Linked DNA regions of Sus scrofa: region 2 is linked to region 1. A link is a contact called in public HiChIP or PLAC-seq data. All regions are on one chromosome and are shown on one strand. Each heading gives the region's core, a stretch centred on a gene start, on an enhancer-like site or on the middle of the called end of the contact. The rest is flanking DNA. Distances are from core to core; before and after follow the strand shown.

The links. HiChIP or PLAC-seq counts read pairs in DNA pulled down with a chosen protein or histone mark.
Region 2: an H3K27ac HiChIP or PLAC-seq map of skeletal muscle shows a contact between it and region 1, with 4 times the contacts expected there. The contact joins the promoter of ST8SIA4 here to the enhancer-like site in region 1. A contact is called at or near these places in 8 of 47 Hi-C or Micro-C datasets (alveolar macrophages, embryonic fibroblasts, heart right ventricle and 4 more) and 2 of 2 datasets of contacts at active chromatin or transcription factors (alveolar macrophages and skeletal muscle).

The regions. Positions count from the first base shown.
Region 1 is chr2:106,701,894-106,706,922 of Sscrofa11.1, reverse strand. All of the region lies in intron 2 of LOC110259429 (a long non-coding RNA gene), which reads left to right. Among named protein-coding and RNA genes, the nearest start is that of ST8SIA4, 140 kb to the left of the region's middle. Within about 2 kb of position 2,607, at least 6 of the 83 cell types and tissues checked have an H3K27ac peak or open chromatin away from gene starts, as enhancers often do. A contact at or near this core is called in liver and skeletal muscle, where this site is marked.
Region 2 is chr2:106,842,871-106,847,899 of Sscrofa11.1, reverse strand. It overlaps ST8SIA4 (ST8 alpha-N-acetyl-neuraminide alpha-2,8-sialyltransferase 4), which reads left to right and starts at 2,094. Exons shown (of 13, transcript NM_001037322.1): 1 at 2,094-2,495. The coding sequence starts at 2,383.

The DNA of each region.
Region 1 (5,029 bases), core at 1,358-3,857:
CCATGATTATTACTTAGATGGATGAGCTGTTACAGGACAAAAGGCATAGCTTCTGGGGAAAATAATAAAGGTCGGGTTGTGATGAAGGATAAAGAATGTTTGCATGTTCAACTCTTGCTGCCTAGGAAAGCAAAGCCCAGTGGAAAATCGCACCTGAGCTCTGTGTAACGCTGGGGTCCTTTTCAAGACCAGTTATCAGGGAGGACAGGAACAGACACATAGTAAAAGGGCCTTCCTCTAGGTGTAGGTCTTGTTCCTAAATAATGGGAGCCTATCTTCAGCACAATGTGTGTGTGTGTGTAATTTGTCATTTTAGGGATGCACCCATGGTGTATGGAGGTCCTATGCTAGGCTCACAGCAATTCAGGATCCAAGCCATGTCTGTGACCTGCACCACAGCTCACGGCAACGCCGGATCCTTAATCCACTGAGCGAGGCCAGGGATTGAACCTGAGTCCTTTCAGATGCTAGTCAGATTCGTTAACCATGAGCCACGACGGGAATGCCTCCTTTTTTACATTTTCGTGAGTTTTTAAAAACTATGTATTTTAATCTAGGTGAATAAATAGGGGGGAAATTTTTTTGAAATTAAGGTATTCAATGCAGTTGAAGTAGACATAGTTCCTGGCACAAAAATGTACACTGTGTTTAATGTTTTTGAGCACTTGGTATATATTGATTTCCTTGTATCAAGGTGATAATTCACAGATTAAAAACTCATGTTTCCCAGCCCAAGAAGCACACTACTAGTGGAGAAAGGCTCTATATGCCAGACAAACTAGATTGCAAATGTACAGCTCTCTCTTCAAGACCCAGTCAAATATCTCATCTGTCAAGTCTTAACTGACTCAAGTTCAAGGCAATTTAATCACTTCCCTGTAAAACTGCATCTCTTACACTGCCTTCATCCTTGTACTTAATGACACGGTGTTGCAATCAGTGTTTACGTAAGTATCTCTACAACTAGGACTTAAGCTTCTTTATGTATGTATGTATGTATTTATTTATTTATTTATTTATTTTGTCTTTTTGCTATTTCTTGGGCCGCTCCTGCGGCATATAGAGATTCCCAAGCTAGGGGTCGAATCAGAGCCGTAGCCATCAGCCTACACGAGAGCCACAGCAACGCGGGATCCGATCCGTGTCTGCAACCTACACCACAGGTCACGGCAACTCCAGATCCTTAACCCACTGAGCAAGGGCAGGGACCCAACCCGCAACCTCATGGTTCCTAGTCGGATTCATTAACCACTGCACCACGACGGGAACTCCTTAAGCTTCTTTAAAGCAAAGGGTTAGCACAGGGTTTGATTTGTAATGGTCACTTACAAGTTTTCTGAATGAAGAAATGAATCTTGTAATCCTGGTGTGAACAGTCTTCAAAGAGAGAGTAAAAAGGCAAAGTATTTATTCTAGGCGAGAGGAAGGCGTCACTGAGGAAATGACCTTCAACTCGGGTTTTGAAGGATGAGATAAATTATGCTAGAATACAATCAAAGGAAGCTGAACAGATTTCTAAGCTGATCCTAAATGCATTCAGCTAAATTGCTTAGAGTGTCCAAACACAATCTAAAGAGAACTTGTCAAAACAGGCTAGAAATTGCTTAGGGAAATATATTGAAGCTCAAAGCAGCAAAAGTATTTATTTTTCAAGCAGCATTAGCAAGAATATATGGAGACCAAAAACTAAGAGAATTCATTACAAGTACTTCTTCAATGAATAGCACACCCCACACGGCTTTCAGGGAACACAGCTGGAATTTGCATGAGGATGTGATGCAACTAATCCTTTAATAGCACAGGGAAGGTGAGCTGACAGGCCTGCAGCAGTGTGTCACATGGTTGACAGGATTTGTCACACTTTGGGTCCTCCTCCCATGGAACTTGTCACTAGTTCTTAAGTTTCTCTCTCTTCTTGCCTGGAGGGGGCAAATCATCCTTCTAATATTTTGCCAGAAATTTCCATGCTGAGAGCTGAAATGATGTGTGAGGAGATCTTGGTAAAAAATAGTTAAGAGACATTATTATGGCCAATTTGACTTGGAGTGGTCCAAGGAAACTAGATCTCATGTGAAATTAAAATAGATTGACAGTACTTAGCAGTAGTTCGGGGATGTGTGGCCACAGAAATGACCAATCTTGGTGTATGTCTTGAAAAGTAGCAAGTCAAAGATTTCTGATAGTTAACTTATGGAAAGAAGATTTTGAAATCATAAATTTAACTATACTAAAAATACTATTCCACTCTTCTCTGTTTGAAGAAATTAAGATTCATTCTAGTGACGATGGTAGACTTGGGGACCTTTGAACTTGTTTTTCAAGATGTGCTACATTTTTAAGAATTGTCTTGAAAAGTGCACCCAGCAGTAGTTTGTGTCCACATGAGGAAAGACTATAACTTCACTATACTGTGTGTTTACCACACCACAACTGAATTGTTTTCCAGTTGATCCTTTGTTTTAAAAGGATCAAAGGTCAGATGGACTGTGCACTGAGGAGCATGACTAGAACTGAGACATGTCTGAGTAGCAAGGCACATGAGGACAGATAAAATTGTTGAGAATATTAAACCTAGAGAAAAAAAATAACTTGGAAGATGATGACAATAGCTAAAGCATTGTCATGCTTCAGATGAAGTAAACCTTTTGGTTTCCTCTAGAGGAAGTAGCTGTGGTGAAAGTGTGGGGGTTACAGAAAATTGATTTCATTTCGAAGTGTAAAGATCACAACAAGATGGAATCCCTGGAAAAGTATCAGAATTGTTTAAACAGGGGTTGAAGTTAAGCCATCTAGAATGTTGAAAAAGATTTAGGCATTAGGTGGAAGTTTGGACCATATGACAATTCTTTCACATATAGAAAATTAACCAACCAAATAATTAAATGGATTAGAAAGCTGTAATAATGGCAGTTCCCTTTGTGGCTTAGCTGTTAATGAAACTGACTAGGATCCATGAGGATGCAGGTTTGATTCCTGGCCTCGCTCAGTGGGTTAAGGATCTGGCATTGCTGTGAGCTGTGGTATATAGGACACAGACACAGCTCGAATCTGGTGTTGCTGTGACCGTGGTATAAACTGGCTGCTGTAACTCCAATTCAACCCCTAGCCTGGGAACTTCCATATGCTGAGGGTGCGGCCCTTAAAAAAAAAGAAAAAAAGAAAGCTGTAATAATGAATTTGGTATGGTATCAGGTAGAAATAGACAATAGTCAAGTGGAATAGAAGAGAGAGCTCAGAGACAGAAACACGAGCATATAGAACCTTAATTTATAATAAAGTGATCCAATAGATCAATGAATAGACCTAAATTGTCGTAGTATACAGTGCTAAATAATGCCTCATTATATAGATAAAAAAGATTGGAACGCTACCTATTAGCACATTGAAAAGATGATTCCAAAAGAATTAAATACTAAATATTAAAGATAAAACTATAATATATCAGTAAGAATTGTTTTGAAAATATCTTTATGATAGGAAAAAACTTCGTAAATTTCGAAAGCACAAATCATAGGGGAAACGACTTGTTCAATTACATAAAATTAAGAATTTTTATCTAAAATAGACACTGAACAAAATTAGTACATGTAAAACAGAATGGGAAAATCTACAGATGGCAGAGCAACAAAAGCTAGAATTTCCAAAAATCAACAAATCAGCCCCAATAGAAAAATCGACAAATTGAAATTGACCAAGGGAGCAAAGATTTAGAGGAGAAAATTTTAAAAAGCTAAGAAAGTGCTTACAATCATTAGTTAATAAAGAATTACAAATGTGAAGACCATGAGGTATCTATTAATGGCCAAAAAAACTTAAAAGCTGGATAATACAAAGTATTCACATAAATAAGAGCTCTGTGAATTTCCACGTGCTGCTAGTGAAAATACAGATTGTAATACTCATTCTGGAGAGATTCTGTCATTTCCTCATAAAATAATGTGTGCCTTACTGTCCAGGAATTCCACTTCTTGATGTATAGTTCTAAGAAATTCTCACACAAGTCCTCAGAGAGCTATGTAGATTGCAGCAATATTTATAGTAATAAGAAGTTGAAGCAACTTGGGAATGCATTGCTAGAAGGGTAGAAAAGAAAATGAAGTCAATGTGTAGCATGAATTATTGTATATGAACTACTGAGTATTGAAGTAATGGATTAGAGGTACACAAAGAAATATGAATGTTCTTAAAACATAGTATTTAATGATAAAAGTGAAGAAAGATTACTGTCATATATAGCACAGTACCACATAAGTGCATTAAAAACACATGTACATATTTGCCAAAACACGCACACACACCAAATACACATTAAACACATTAGCATAACAACTACTGGAATAAATGTGAATTTAGAAGAGTAATAGGGGGGATAAAAGGGAATAAACATAAGGAAAACAAAAGAGGCTTTGCATGGATCATTGATGATTCTGCGCCGAGAACCGAGCATAATTGTATCTGAAAATAAAGTAAAGCAATAAAATCATATTTTATGTTCAAGGACCTAGGAACTGGTAACAACACAAGCTCTTTCCTCAGAGTTGCTCCTAGGATAGTATAGGACTACATTCTCCTTTTCTCCCACGGCAGGTCTCAAGATTTTGCTTTCTAATGTATACATTTCGTAAAGGAGTTTCTTCCACCTTATCGTGTAAATATACATATGAAAGAACAGCAAAGGAGAATCATCTCTGACTTTTCCACTTTGAAACATATTCCAGCCATGCACTGAAATATTTCAGTCATTTTTTTAAAGGTTTCATTTTTTAATGGAAGAAAAGTTTAATTTGAAGATAATATGAAACTGTTAAAATAGCTTATTAAACATAAAGGATAAAAGAACTAGTGGAGCTTTAAAATGGTAATTAAAAGAGCTGATGTGTGTCTAATGCATTTATTCAGTGTCTTCTAGCAGTAAGTCATGATAACACTAAAAATTTTGCCTATATATTCGAGTTATTATGATTGCTGAAATTTCTGCCTCCACCAACTGTTAGAGTCCTACAGTCTTCCTGCATTTAAGACATTTAAG
Region 2 (5,029 bases), core at 845-3,344, 140 kb before region 1:
AGTTCCCTTTGTGGCTCAGCAGTTAATGAACCCGACTAGGATTCATGAGGATGCTGGTTCAATCCCTTGCCTCGCTCAGTGGGTTAAGGTTCTGGCGTTGCTGTGAGCTGTGGTGTAGGTTGTGACACAGCTTGGATCCTATGTTGCTGTTGCTGTGGCGTAGGACGGCAGCTACAGGTCAGATTTGACCCCTAGCCTAGGAACCTCCATATGCTGTGGGTGCAGCCCTAAAAAGACAAAAGACAAAAATAAAAAAAAATAAAATAAAAAGTTAACCTAGAGAAGTTAGCATACTAACCATGTACTGCCCACCCCCTCCGCATCCCAGTCCCTTTTAACATAAATAAGAAGCTGTTTTATTCTCGGAGTTTCTGCCTGTTGAGAAGTCTGTGTGATAGATATGCATTAATGCAGGCAGGATTTGCCTAGATATCAATAAACTCGAAAGGCTCCCGGTGGGCCACTTGTAGTGTCAATAAAGGTTCATAATTACTTGCTCCTTTGAGCATTTTAAACCCAACCTCCTATTTGCTCCACTGCGAATAGGAGGCTGGAGACCAGAGAGGTTCTTCACTTTCTAAATCTTAGGGGAAGAATGGCAAATATTGCCAGGCATCTTGGGTTTTTAAGGAGAGGATTTGGCTATTATCCTTGTTATTTTAAGCTGTCAAAGGACTAGAAACTCAGAATAACCACCTTTTTCTCCCTCCAGCAGAGAGTTGATAGGGAGCCTCACCCTTACATTACTGGCTCAGGGAGGTGTAAACCTCAGGGGTCCACAGCTGCAGACACTGCTCAACCTGAAGGAACAAGTGATGTAATTTAGAGAATCTCTGTGAGGAAGGGGGAGGCAGAGAACTTGGGACCTGCTCAAATTGATGGGGGAAACTCCTGGCTTCCAGGCATTATTTCTCCTGAGCGGTGCCTCCATCAGCTCAGAGGTAAAAGTCAAACCAGGACTGGTACAACCCAGTGCAGCAAGCACTCTGGGTGAGGAGAGTGAGGACCATAGACATGGAGAGGTATTCTGATCAAGACTCTAAGACTGGGAAAGTGTCCCTCCCATTAAATACAGTAGAGGTAAAAAATAAAAACCAACCAACTAAGCAAACAGAAACAGGAGAGGGAAGAAGAGAGTGAGAATCAGATTAAAGACACATTGAGACTTTGTAGAACAGCTTGCTCCTCCTTCTTTCCTTCTTTCTTCCCTCCCTCCTTCCTTCCTGAGTATAGGTGTACTTGGGTTTAAAAACATGGTCCTGCTTTTCTCAGAATCCTCTCTCTCTTCAGTGAAGTTTAAGTAGGGTTGGAGTTTCCTTGACTCCTGAGTGAGGAGTTTCCAAATGGCAATGAATGAGAGTCACATAAATATCCACAAAGTTCCTAATGACACCTCTGTTATCACTTGTTTCCTGCAAGATTCTGAGTCGGGTGGTCATCCACCACCCACACCGAGTGGGCGATCGACTAATCCGCTCATGTGTGTATTTGTACTTTCCAGATTAAGCTGTGCACGGAATATAAAACGTTCTCCAACTCCTCCCCCCTCCCTCCCCCATTCATTCTACTTGGGAGGGCGCGCATTTGCGTGTGTGCACGCGCCTGTTTGTGCGAGTGTGTGTATATTTAGCAAAGACGCGTGGAAGAAGCTACACCTCTTGCTACCCACTCCAAGCTCTATCTGAGCAGGACGCGTCTCTGATCTGTCACCAGCAGAGGTATCCTCTCCACGCTGGTGCGGACGGACTATCTCGGTGCTTCCTTGTGCACAGAGCTAACGCTTTGGTGTCCCGAGAGAGCGACCTGACTTCCTCCTACTGCTCTTCCCACGGTATGCGAGTCCTGATGCGTGCGAGTGTGTGTGTGTGTATACACACGACTGTGAGCTTGTGAGCTTCCTCTCCCAGCACAGTGCAGACAGCGCCAGCGACGTTACTCTCCTAGCAGCAGCCAGCAACGCAAGGCAGCAGCAGCCTCCGCCCCCTCAGTCCCGTGATTGGCTGGTTTTGCTCATCATTTCCCTGCTAGAAAAAGGGAAGGGCCAGTGACGCCCCCGAACCCAGCTGCAGAAGCGGCCGCCACCTCCCATGCACAAGGTGTCTCTTCGGAAAAGAAACCTGAGCCCCAGGGAGGCGGCGCGGAGCGACCGGGGCAGGGCTGGCGGGAACCGCGAGGGAGTGCGCTGGGCACTGCTCGAGGACCAGCGGGAGCTCGGCTGGGCTGCAGAGGACCCTCGAGACCTGCCCCTGAGATCCCGGCTCCACGCTCTCCTCGCGTTTTACAGATTCCCCTTCCCCGTGACTACATCTCCCCAAAACGGAGCCTTTATATGAAGAGAAGGTGAGGGAGCTGGGGCAACCAGGACTTTCCCGGGCACCCAAGATGCGCTCCATTAGGAAGAGGTGGACGATCTGCACGATAAGTCTGCTCCTGATCTTTTATAAGACAAAAGAAATAGCAAGAACTGAGGAGCACCAGGAGACGCAACTCATCGGGTAAATGCAAAGCTTCATTTTAGGATATGTCAAAAAGTCAAGCCATAAATGAAATGTGAATATAGACGATAGAGTGAGGGTTGGGGTATTATGTGCGTTGGGGTCAGCTTCTGAATGTTTAGTCTCATGAATTAAATAACAAAGGCTGTGGTTGAGGTGTGTATGCTCTCTACGTGGGTTCCCAGTATGAGTTCAACTTGCCCTGTGCGGCGATAGTGACGGTTGTATTGGTGCTGCCAGGGCTCATAAGCCCAAGTCATTGCAGAAGTGTCAACAAAGAACGGGTGTCCTTGCCCTTTTAATCCCAAGGCAAAACTCAATCGAGATGTCTTTATTCACCATCTGATTGTCCTTCCTTCTTTCCTGCCCCATCACGGTAGGGAGATAACTAGAAAAAGCTGGCTTCCTGAAAGGCTGAAGTTAATTAAAGCCCAGAAAGCAGGAAATGTGTCTCTGTTTCTTTACAATTCTTTGGCGTTGGGTAGATCTGTGTATCATAATTCGAATTAGAAACTCCGACACAAGCAACCATACTTCCTTATTTGCTCTCCGTGGGTAAAACGCATGGGCGTCATGGTTACAGTTTTGGAAACTGGGAACTGTAGCTTCACACAGACTATATTTCTGCTCTTTCTTTAGTTTGTCTAGATGAGTTCAGACTCTTCCTCCACCTCAGTAAGTTCTCTAAATATCACACTTCCTTCCTCCCTCCCTTTGGCCTCTGTATCTTTGAAGTTTACCCAGGAGGTGGCTGTAACTCTGTGTTGCTTACATAGCTTGGAAGCGTTTTCTGAGGATGTGAACCCGGTTGTCAACTCTGTACAAAGTCCTGTTTCGGAAATCCTCCCTCATCCCGAGGCGTCCGCTATCGCCATCAGAAACTGCACGCTGGCAAAGATGACATTTATGAAAACGGGGATAGAACCCTTGCCATTGTGTTCTGGGGCGTGGGGGTGGGCAGAGGACTGCCAAAACGTGTGTGCGCGTACACACACACACACACACACACACAAACTTCAGGCACTCCATTTCTTAATATTCCTGCTCCTCCCTGAGTAATGAGAATTTAGGTGAGCAAGACTCTTAGCTCATCCTTACAGAAGAAATTGTTATTTTATAGATTAAGTTAAGACAATCGAAAGGGACTGGAAGAGAATGAAGAAGGTAATACGGTATGGGCTGGTTGATTGGTATGCATCAACAAATCTCTAAATGGTCTATTTTCGAGGGAAAATGCCAAACTGTATGAGGTCGTTAACACAGGGAGTGGGTGGGTTGAGAATTCAGCTTAGCTCGATTGTCAGAAAAGAAGGACTCTGGGTGGGGGAGTGGGCATACCCGGTAGATCTGTGCTTCCCAGGCAGACAAAGGGGTCTTTAGGAAGGTGGTGATCCGGCGCGTGGGGGAGAGGCGGAGGTTGGGGCGCGGGGGTCGAGGTTCTTTGTTCCCTTCTGGGCTAGTGGGCTCCTAAGATAAGCGCGAGCCAGGACAAAGCGGCCAAGCCTCGCCAGGACTCTTAGGTTCCGGCCCTTGGCTGGCAACCCTGGAGAGCGAGAGTGGGCGGGACGAGAGAGGCGAGAGGAGGCGCCACATGCGGCCGAGCTTCCCTAAACCGCTGGCCGGGAGGAGGAACGCACCCCCAGTCCTCCGGGGGAATTAACAGACTGGGATGCTCCCCATTTCCTGGGTAACAATTCTTCTGTGGCCTTTCCTGGACGCCAGCCGGCCGGTGGGCGCTGCCCCGGGCGTGGAGGAAGGAGGCGGGGCGCGGCAGCGATCGGGCTAGCCCGGCTAGGTTCCTCGCACCCTTTTCGGGCTGAACCAGCTTTTCCTTCTCTGAGATTGCGCGCGGCGGACGCGAGAGTTCATCAAACAGAAAGAGAGGTGCGCGAGGGGCTACCCCCTGCTCCGGAGAGGTGGCCCACAGGGTGGAAGAATGAGTGAGGAGACGGGGGAAGCCTTTATTGCAGGAATCAGGGCCCTTTTCAAATAATAACCCTACTAACTTTTACTGCTCAGTCTGCAACCGGGCTCCTCCTCCATAATTAAAACCCGCAATTACGGCCATGCGGGGCAAGGCGGAGAAGCGGCTGCCGGCGTCGCGCGCCCCCTGGGTGCCCCGCAGAGTCCTGGCTGCTGTGGCCACCGCCGGATCTTGCCTGGGACTGGGGAGTTGCTGCTGCCGGGGGCAACGTGAGGACACTTGGTCCGTCCCCTGCCCTCAGATGAAGCATTGAGAGAAGCTTGTAATACCAGTTTATGATTTCGTTTCAACTCCCGAATAGTGCTTCTGGTGGAGGAATTGACTCATCAAACGATCGTCTTCTCAGCGACTCTCTTTCTGCCATAGCCACACGTGGAGGGGCTTGTTTTGAGATGAGTAAACTAGAGTGGCAGTTTGGCCCCAAGAACCCAGGCCAGTAATCGGCAGTGAGGTAACCGGCAGTCTCTGACCTTTGGGGGGCACTGCGTGCCTTGTGACTGGGCAGTAGATTCTGTTAAGGGGCCGCCTTCCCTAGTCCTTGCATCTTACA